2 separate regions of the Mus musculus genome follow, and region 2 is linked to region 1. A link is a contact called in public HiChIP or PLAC-seq data. All regions are on one chromosome and are shown on one strand. Each heading gives the region's core, a stretch centred on a gene start, on an enhancer-like site or on the middle of the called end of the contact. The rest is flanking DNA. Distances are from core to core; before and after follow the strand shown.

The links. HiChIP or PLAC-seq counts read pairs in DNA pulled down with a chosen protein or histone mark.
Region 2: an H3K27ac HiChIP or PLAC-seq map of the HPC-7 cell line shows a contact between it and region 1, with 6 times the contacts expected there. The contact joins two enhancer-like sites. A contact is called at or near these places in 8 of 484 Hi-C or Micro-C datasets (CD8 T cells, the N1E-115 cell line, bone marrow-derived macrophages and 4 more), 15 of 115 datasets of contacts at active chromatin or transcription factors (CD8 T cells, the HPC-7 cell line, astrocytes and 9 more) and 4 of 9 other capture datasets (adipose tissue, embryonic stem cells, liver and 1 more).

Annotation. Positions count from the first base shown.
Region 1 is chr4:155,124,859-155,128,977 of GRCm38.p6, forward strand. It overlaps Morn1 (MORN repeat containing 1), which reads left to right. Exons shown (of 14, transcript NM_001081100.1): 11 at 3,821-3,942; 12 at 4,025-4,107. Among named protein-coding and RNA genes, the nearest start is that of Morn1, 40 kb to the left of the region's middle. Within about 2 kb of position 2,068, at least 90 of the 459 cell types and tissues checked have an H3K27ac peak or open chromatin away from gene starts, as enhancers often do. A contact at or near this core is called in CD8 T cells, the HPC-7 cell line and double positive thymocytes, where this site is marked.
Region 2 is chr4:155,199,872-155,203,990 of GRCm38.p6, forward strand. All of the region lies in intron 1 of Ski (ski sarcoma viral oncogene homolog (avian)), which reads right to left. Among named protein-coding and RNA genes, the nearest start is that of Ski, 21 kb to the right of the region's middle. Within about 2 kb of position 2,075, at least 145 of the 459 cell types and tissues checked have an H3K27ac peak or open chromatin away from gene starts, as enhancers often do. A contact at or near this core is called in CD8 T cells, the HPC-7 cell line and double positive thymocytes, where this site is marked.

The sequences.
Region 1 (4,119 bases), core at 818-3,317:
GGCGGCTGTTTCACGGTGAGGCCTGTCCTCTCCGTCTTGTTTATTCCTGCAGTTTCTCTGCCTTCTGCCTCCGTGTCCTACACAGGTGATTAGGGAGTCTAATTGGTTTGCCTGTAAAAAAGATAATTAATTGGTATTTCCTTCACAGAGAGGTCAGGCTGCCTGCTCTGATCCCTAGCAGAGCCTCTTCCCTGACTCCAGCCCCCTCCCTTGAGGTGGTCCAGCAACCTTTATCTTGCTGATAAAGTCATAATTGCCACCAGCACTGGCAGGCCTTAGGGTTGGTTTCCAAAGATTAAGAATCCCATCCCTGGGCCCTTGGATTGGGGGAGGTAAGCAGATGTAGCTCCAGGGCAGAGGAGCCTCCAAAAATGTAGCAGAAATATCCATAAGGCTAGGTAGCTACAAATGTAGCAGAAATATCCATAGCACTCGGTAGCTACAAAGTATCTGCTGTAAAACCCTTGCCCCAGAACTGGTGAAAGTGAGAACCCCAACCCCACAGCCCAGGGTGGTCTCTCAGCTGCAGGGATGGCGTGGCGTAAAGTGTTGTAATACCTCTCCTGCAAGTGACTGACTCCCTGCCCCTCTCCCCGCCCCCACCCGAAGCTGTCCAAGGCTGGAAGGCAGACACTCCTATTGACAGCACTGTTCCCCTATCTGATAACAGCTCAGTGGCTTATCACTCCTCGGCAGTAAGATCTTAAGCCTTGAGGAGGCTTTTGCCTTATCTCTCTTATGGACCACGTTTGCAGACTGGGTGGACACAGGTGAAGTGGTTGCCCCAGGGTGAACTGAGTAAGAGGGACACACCACAACCAGAGAGATTCCCGGCAGCTGGGGCAAAACTGGTCAGGACATCCCCAGGTGTTACCTGCAACAGTCTGTGTAGCATGATGGGAAGGGAACACCAAGCCCTGGGGACACAAGAGGTGGCTGGTGAGAGGGACTCTAGGGCTATCTGAAGAATGGGTAGCCTCAGGGTGCAGAGGGGAAGGGCTCAGTCTGAGGATTGAGGAGGGGGTTGCTCTGTCTGAACCAGTCTTATGCTGGGGGCAGGGGTGAGAAGTGAGTTCCAGGGCAGCCTGGGGACAGAGAGCCCAGGTGGGACCATCACAGCCTGGGCTCAAGCACAAGGCTCCAGAGTTGCCCAGGGAGCAGAATAGTGAGAAGAGTGGGGACACGGGACTGGACAAAGGCTGTTTCTCTGTTAAGGGGGAGGACAGGAGTTGTGTCTAGAGGCTCAAGTGCTTGTGGCTGTACTATGTGGATATCCTGGGACAGTGTGTGTCTATTGCAGGAAACTGTGTATCTGCTCTCCCAGGGGTAAGGAGTTGGGGCTGCGCTGAATGAATGTGACACTCAAGAAGAGAGAGAAGGGGGTCTGCTCAGAAGAACAGAGACCAACTTAAGTGAGGGGTACCCGCAGCAGGGCCTGGTGTGGTGTGGGGCTGGGCAGTAGCCAGTGATGATGGGGTAGGACAGGTGACAGTCAGGACAGGTGACTGTCCCCCCGAAGCCTGGGTGCAGAGGGACAGGTGACAGTCCCCCCTCCCCTTGAGTTTGGGTACAGAGGGACAACTGACAGTCCCCTGAAGCCAGGGCACAGAGGGACAGGTGACAGTCCCCCAAAACCTGGGTACAGAGGGACAGGTGACAGTCCCCTGAAGCCTGGGTGCAGAGGGTACTGACTGTGTTCTTATGAAACCTGGGTCCTCATCCGCCGTGGACAAGCCATGGACAGAAGCATACATGTTCCTGGGCAGCTGAACTGTCAGTCAGCTTCACCTCACACTTCTAAGAGCAACCAGCAAGGCCTCCAGCTGGCAGTCCTGCCAAGTGGCCCCTTTCCTCCAGGGAAACCGCATACTTGTGGGTGCCTCTCTCCCCTTTCCTCAGCCATGAGTCACCCCTCCTCTAAGAGCTCCCACCAGATACGCACAGGGTTAGTATAGGGGGAGCAGCTGAGGACCTTGGGTGGCCTGCCTGAACACCATCCCTGCAGAGCAAAGGCCTGTTGAGGCAGCAGTCTGTTATGCCCCAAGGATCAAAGAGGCAAAGGCAGGAAGTGAAGGCCTCTCTGACTTGTAACAAGTGTTGTGGCCTACCAGGCAGCCTTTCTTGGGGCAGGGAGAGGTCTGCCACACATCCAGACGGCCTCAAGTGCCAACCCTGTGTAGACTGAGGAGCTGGACTCCATGTCATCCTTCCCATGAAGCATTGTGGTTAGCATCAGTAATGGGAATGTCCTGTTGTCATGGCTACCGTTCATCTTGTCTGAACTTGCAGTTTCCAGCAACAACATGGCAGCAGGGAGGTCATCAGATGAGCGGCACTGAGCAGCTGCTCTGGAGGTGCCAGCTGGCCGCTGTGACTTCTGGAGAAGTCCTTTAGCTGTGTGACCAGAACCTCCTAGCCCGAGGGGTGCAGACATTCATAGCCTTGGACCCATCAGATCCTGCTGGGTCTGTACACTACTCCACTCCCTAGAACCAGTACATGGCCAGTCAGAGCCTGACGTACAGGGCCACCCAGCAGTCACCCTAACTGTGCACAAGCCTCTGAGATATGAAGACAGAGCTGGGATCTTAATGCCAAAAGTTGCTCCTTTTCTTTGTTTGTTTTCTTTGTTTTTTTTCAAGACCCAGTTTCTCTGTAACCCTGGCTGTCCTGGAACTTGCTCTGAAGGAGGTGGCAGAGCACAGCCCACATGGTCCTCCAGTGTACAGAGAGCTAGAAACCACGTTGTCAGCATTGCGGTTCCCAGTCACTGCCCAGGACATCAGTGGTGCAAGGCACAGAGCTGCGGGGAAGGACGTTAGCTCAGAAATGCCCTTGCATAAGAAAAAGGTTTTTATTAGTGCACCATAAGACAAAATTAATACACCTCTGAGAGAAATAATTCTCCCACCTGTAATCTGGAGATATTTCAGAGGCCCAGCTCTTGCAAACCGGGGCTCTGGGGAAGGGACATTAATGTCTCTGGCCCCAGGGCCCTGTCTAACACAGAGATGAAAGATGCTCCCCCACTCAGCCTAGTCCCACCAAGGAGCCGGCCAGAGTCTTCCTATCTGAAGACCCCTTTTCCTCAAAGAGACATTGTCTTAAGGCATCTCAGCACCCTTAATGATGCTGGCCCAAACTGTACCCCCTCTTCGAACTGCCCTCTGTTCTACCCTTGTCTTCCTGCCTTTGCTGTGCAAGTCTTTCATGAAACACCCCATCTCCTCTGTAGCTCATCTGAGGCTCCTGCTCTAGCCAGAGTCCCCCTACACACACACACACACACACACACACACACACACACACACAGACACCATCTTGGACCTCTGGCTCTTAGGAGGTCACATCTCTTCTCCAATAAAGAACCTTCAGGATAAGGGCCATTGGAAGGACCCTGGAGCTTAGTCCTACAGGAAAGTGGACTGTGGTGTGCTATGTGTTTGGGAAGGACCACCTGTCCACTCTGACCGTGCCTTGCCACTCTGCTGCCCCACCCACGCTGCCTGCTCTATAGCCCTCTTCGCACACTCCCTTCCACACACTGTCCTATCCACTCTGCCCGGCCCATGCTTCTGATCCAAGCTCCTCTTGTCTGCCCTGCGTGTCCACAGTTATCTCCCAGCCTCCACACTTCCCTGTCCACACTCCTCTCTCTTTTGGGCTAGCTGAGAGAAATACCCAGGACAAAGGTTTGTCCCCAGCCAGGCTCTGCTTCGTGCCCCCCGTCCACTCACCCGATGACAGTGAAACTCTCCGTCTGCTCAGGGTTCACAGGGCCTCTCTCTGTTTTATTTTTCCGGGTAAAACTTCCGCCCAGCCAGGAGACACAAACCCTGCTGTCAGCAAGTGGACCACGGCTGTGCCGAGTTTGTGGACATCCTCCTCGGAGCCCCTCCGCCTGGCATGCAGCCTTACCTGTTCCTGCCCGGCACGCTGGAGGTAGGCCTCGAGGCCATAGGGGGATCTGCTTTACCACCCCAGGCTCCTCTGAACCTTTTCTCTCCTTCTGCCTGACCCACAGAAGACTCTCGGCAGGCCTAAAGGTGGCCCAAGTTCCCCAGAGGTGCTGCCCACTGCCCAGGAACCTCTAAAAGGCACCAACAGGTAAGATGTGCA
Region 2 (4,119 bases), core at 825-3,324, 75 kb after region 1:
AGACCAGCAGGTCAAGAACTGTCAACATGGAGAGAGATGCACCCAAAGGAGATCTAATGCAGGAAGCCAGAAAACGAAACCTCTTTAAAAATTTCAACAACAGAAAACAATATGGCATCCATGACACAAAACTGGTAGTAGCTTTTAGAGAGAGAAAATGATATTCCTCCCTTCAGAAATTGAAACATAATTCCAAAGCTGAAAACAAAATATTAGATATAAGGCAGAGGAAATCTCCAGAAAGCAATACCAAGAGAGAGGTAAAGAAAAAGAAAGAGCCAGTCACATGGGATGGCCATTACCCAATCAGAAGGTGTTCCAAAAAATAAAAACAAAAACAAAAAGTAGCTCAAGAAGCAAGAGAAGGCCACTAGCCAGGAAATGACAAACTGTACATTGAGACAAAGCTCCCAGTCCTGGGCTCATGACATAGTCTCCAGAGCCCAGGTCAAGGGGTCTTGAAAGCGTCCCAAAGAAAAGAGGCAGGTCACAGCCCACGTCAGATGGCACTGATCTTCTTCACACAAGACACTGGAGGCTAAATGCTGGCAGGCGTGTCAGACAAGCAAACAACTCCCAGGCCAACCAACCCTGGATGCAAAATTAAATATCCAGCTGTGCACCAGGCATGATCACCAGTGTTCATGAGGCGGAGGCAGGTAGATTTCTGTGAATTCAAGGCCAGCCAGGGGAAAAAAAAAAAAACCTAGCCATACAATACCAAAAGCCTGGCCTCCCAGGCTCCCACTCACACAGCATGCTGTGGTCACTCAGACTCCAGGAGCTCCACATCAGAAGAGATACAGATACACTCAGAAAAGACATGAGAACAGCAACTAGCAGCAGACAGGAGGATGAGGGCCATCCATACAGCTACAATACCACAGAGAGAACTGTGCTCAAAAGCAGGGACAGCTACAACAAGGTGGTAACCAGGTAACCAAACTTCTAAGAAAACCTAGTTTATGCAAAAAGTAGAGACCGCTGACTTCAGGAACACACCACACAAAGAAGAGAGGAAATGAGGTCAGACATGCAACTTCAGGGCAGAAATTTGTCCAGACAGGAAGTGAGGTCAAGTAGAAGAATGGCCCAGACAGGAAGTGAGGTAAGGACAGAGTGCTACCCTTAAACCAAGGTTTTGGGGAAGTACTCCTCTGAGCCACCAGTGGTTTATTCAGGTGGTAAAGACTGACTAGGAGGAGAAACTTAGTTGGAGGAAGTGGGTCACTGGAGATGGGCTCTTGAAGGACTACCTACTCATTTCTGGTCCTTCCTTCTGTCTGCCACATGGTCAGCAGCATTCCTCTGTCACGCTTTTTCTGCTTTGTTTCAGGCTTATTAAAAACTCTGAAACCACAAGCGGAAATAAACCTGTAAACTGTTTTTGTCGCCTCACTGGAAAGCTGTGGCTTTATGGTGACTGCCTGGGACTGCCCTGTAACTAAGATTGCTAGTAATGAACTAGCCCCTACACACTATATGCCTCTTAGGTCACTTCCTGCTTTTGAATTTGCTGTGCCAAGTACAGGTCTTCTATTTTTATTTTACCATTAGCCACGGAATCTTACATGCCCTAGTTCCTGAGTGTCGATGGTCAGGTTATGACATTCACGACCCCATTTTGTTTAACTCTACTTGGTCACAGGCAAGTTGATCTACCCTTGCCCTTTTCCATCCTATCTAGGTGTTTCCTAGGACCTTCCTATCAAGGTCCGTCAGTCATTTACGTTTGATGTCATTCTGTCCTGACTTCACTTCCTGTCTAGGACACTCTGAGTCCTACATACAGCGCTTTGAAACCTGGCTCCAGAACCCACGGGCACACAGCAAAGGAACCACAGTCACATGCGACAGGAGTTCCTACGGGCTTTGCTATTCTGCCAGCAAATCCCAAGTGACCCAGGCAAGGCTGATCACTGCAGAGATGGAAGAGGAAACACTTAACTTGGCTACCACCACCACCCTGCAATCCATTTCACTCAGACCCAGAGGTAGATAGACGCAGAGCAGCACTGAGTACACATGGGGCACGGGGCAAGTGGTGGCCATGTGCTGTGCTCATCCTGAACAGACTCAACTGAAAGGAAAAGCAGCCTAGTCAACGCCCGGATGAGACCTTGAACCTTAGAGTTTGAAGAGTCCTGGAATGAGGTGGCTTCACTGCAGGGTTGCTTGCTCCAGTAACAAACTGGAGGCCACTGCTGGGCTGAGGTCTCCACATTCCTGCCTATCTACTACCACCAACAAACAGGAGAATCGCGGGCTAGGACCCCATCCCACGCAGCCAGGCCGCAGCCCCTCTGCACAGCGGCCTTCAACCCTCTTCAGCATCAATGTCTGAAGATAAGTGTCAAAACCTGCAAGGGTCAGCGCCGTGCCGACTCCCTTAACGCCAAGAGCCCACACGGTAACACATGGTAATAATCACGGCTAACTAAGCCACAACACACGTTCACACACCCAAATCCACTCCCATTCCTACCGCCTGGGCCAGTGTAGTCACCTCCTGCTATTAGGGCAAGACCACAGTCGTTGTAAGATGGCTACCCATACCGGGACAGTTCTACCAAAGCAGACCAAAGATGAGAGAGGGTTAGGCCCAAGAAGGTACCAGGCCTACAGCTCTGACTTGTCCTCTATGAGCCGTCTCTGCTTTGTGGTGGTGCTCTGGTACAGGATTTGCACAGTCACAAATAAGACCTCTGCACTGCCATCCATCAACAAAGGAGTCTCATGCCCTCTTTTGTGTGGTGCACAAGAAAGCACAAACAAAGGTCTCATCAGGGGCAGGTCAACACAGGGTACCTCATCCTCACTGGGCTCTAGAGACGGTAACCCTGCCAGACAAAGACACAGAGCTGGACCACAGCTGCAGTTCTCACCGGCCCACCTCTCCCCAAGGTCTACCTCTTCCTCTGCTTCACAGCATTTCTAACCATCAAATCTACAGAGCTTGTGGCTAATTATTGAGCACACACATGTTGGGACCGGATCCCTGGGAGTAACAGCAAACACCCTGATAGGCCAGCAGCCTCTTAGAGAGTTATGGCTGCTTGTGCAGGGAAAGTTTGGGAGAGTCCAGAAACTCAAGAGAGGGCTGCTATGTGGTGCACCCTCCTCTTCCCTCACAGAAGACCCCTCTAGGCTTCTGTCTGAGGAATAACAAGAAACATATGAAAAGTTAAATTGAGGCTACACGGCAGTACTCTAGCTATTGCTCAGGCCACTGTCTCCATAATAAACTTAGTTTATTCAATTTTTCTAGACATAGGTTTCTCTGTGTAGCCCCCTAGCTGTCCTAGAACTCACTCTGTGGATCAGGCTGGCCTTGAATTTATACAGATCCACCTGCCTCTGACTCCGAAGTGCTGGGATCAAACGCATGTGCCACTCGCCATACCTGCCTGGCCTCAATAAACTTTTGGAAACAAAACTTAAAATTGAGCCAAGCGTGATAGTTCAGGCCTGTAATTCCAGCTCTCCAAAGGCTGAAGTGGGAAGACCACTGTGAGTCCAAGGTCAGCCTGAGCTACAGAGAGACACCCTGTCACAAACAACTAAAAAGAATTAAGACCAAACAAAAGCAACAAGAACCACAGGGCGTTGGAAAGATGGCTCAGCAGGCAAAGGCATCTGTCTGTATCCCAGCAAACTGAGTTTGGTCCCTGGGACCCACCTGGTGGAAGAACCAACTCCCTGAACCATCCTGACCTCCACACACTGTAACACGCACAAGCTATCACTTAGACATAAACAGCCCGCACAGACACACAATAACACTTTTTCTGAGACAGAAATCTCCTTGTGTACCTGGCTGGCCTGTAGCTTACCATGCAGAACATGCTAACCTCCAACTCCTTCCCAAGGGACCTAGGGACTGCAGGTGTGTGCTATTATCATGCCCCATCTAGTAACTTTCTTTTCCTTCTCCCTCTCCCTCCCTGGCACCCCCCTCAGAAAACTATGATTTTTTTTCTTTTAAATAGGGCTGGAGAGATAGCTCAGCTGTTTAGAGCACTGACTGCTCTTCCAGAGGTCCTAAGTTCAATTCCCAGCAACCACGTGGTGGCTCACAACCATCTGTAATGGGATCCAATGCTCTCTTCTGGTGTGTCT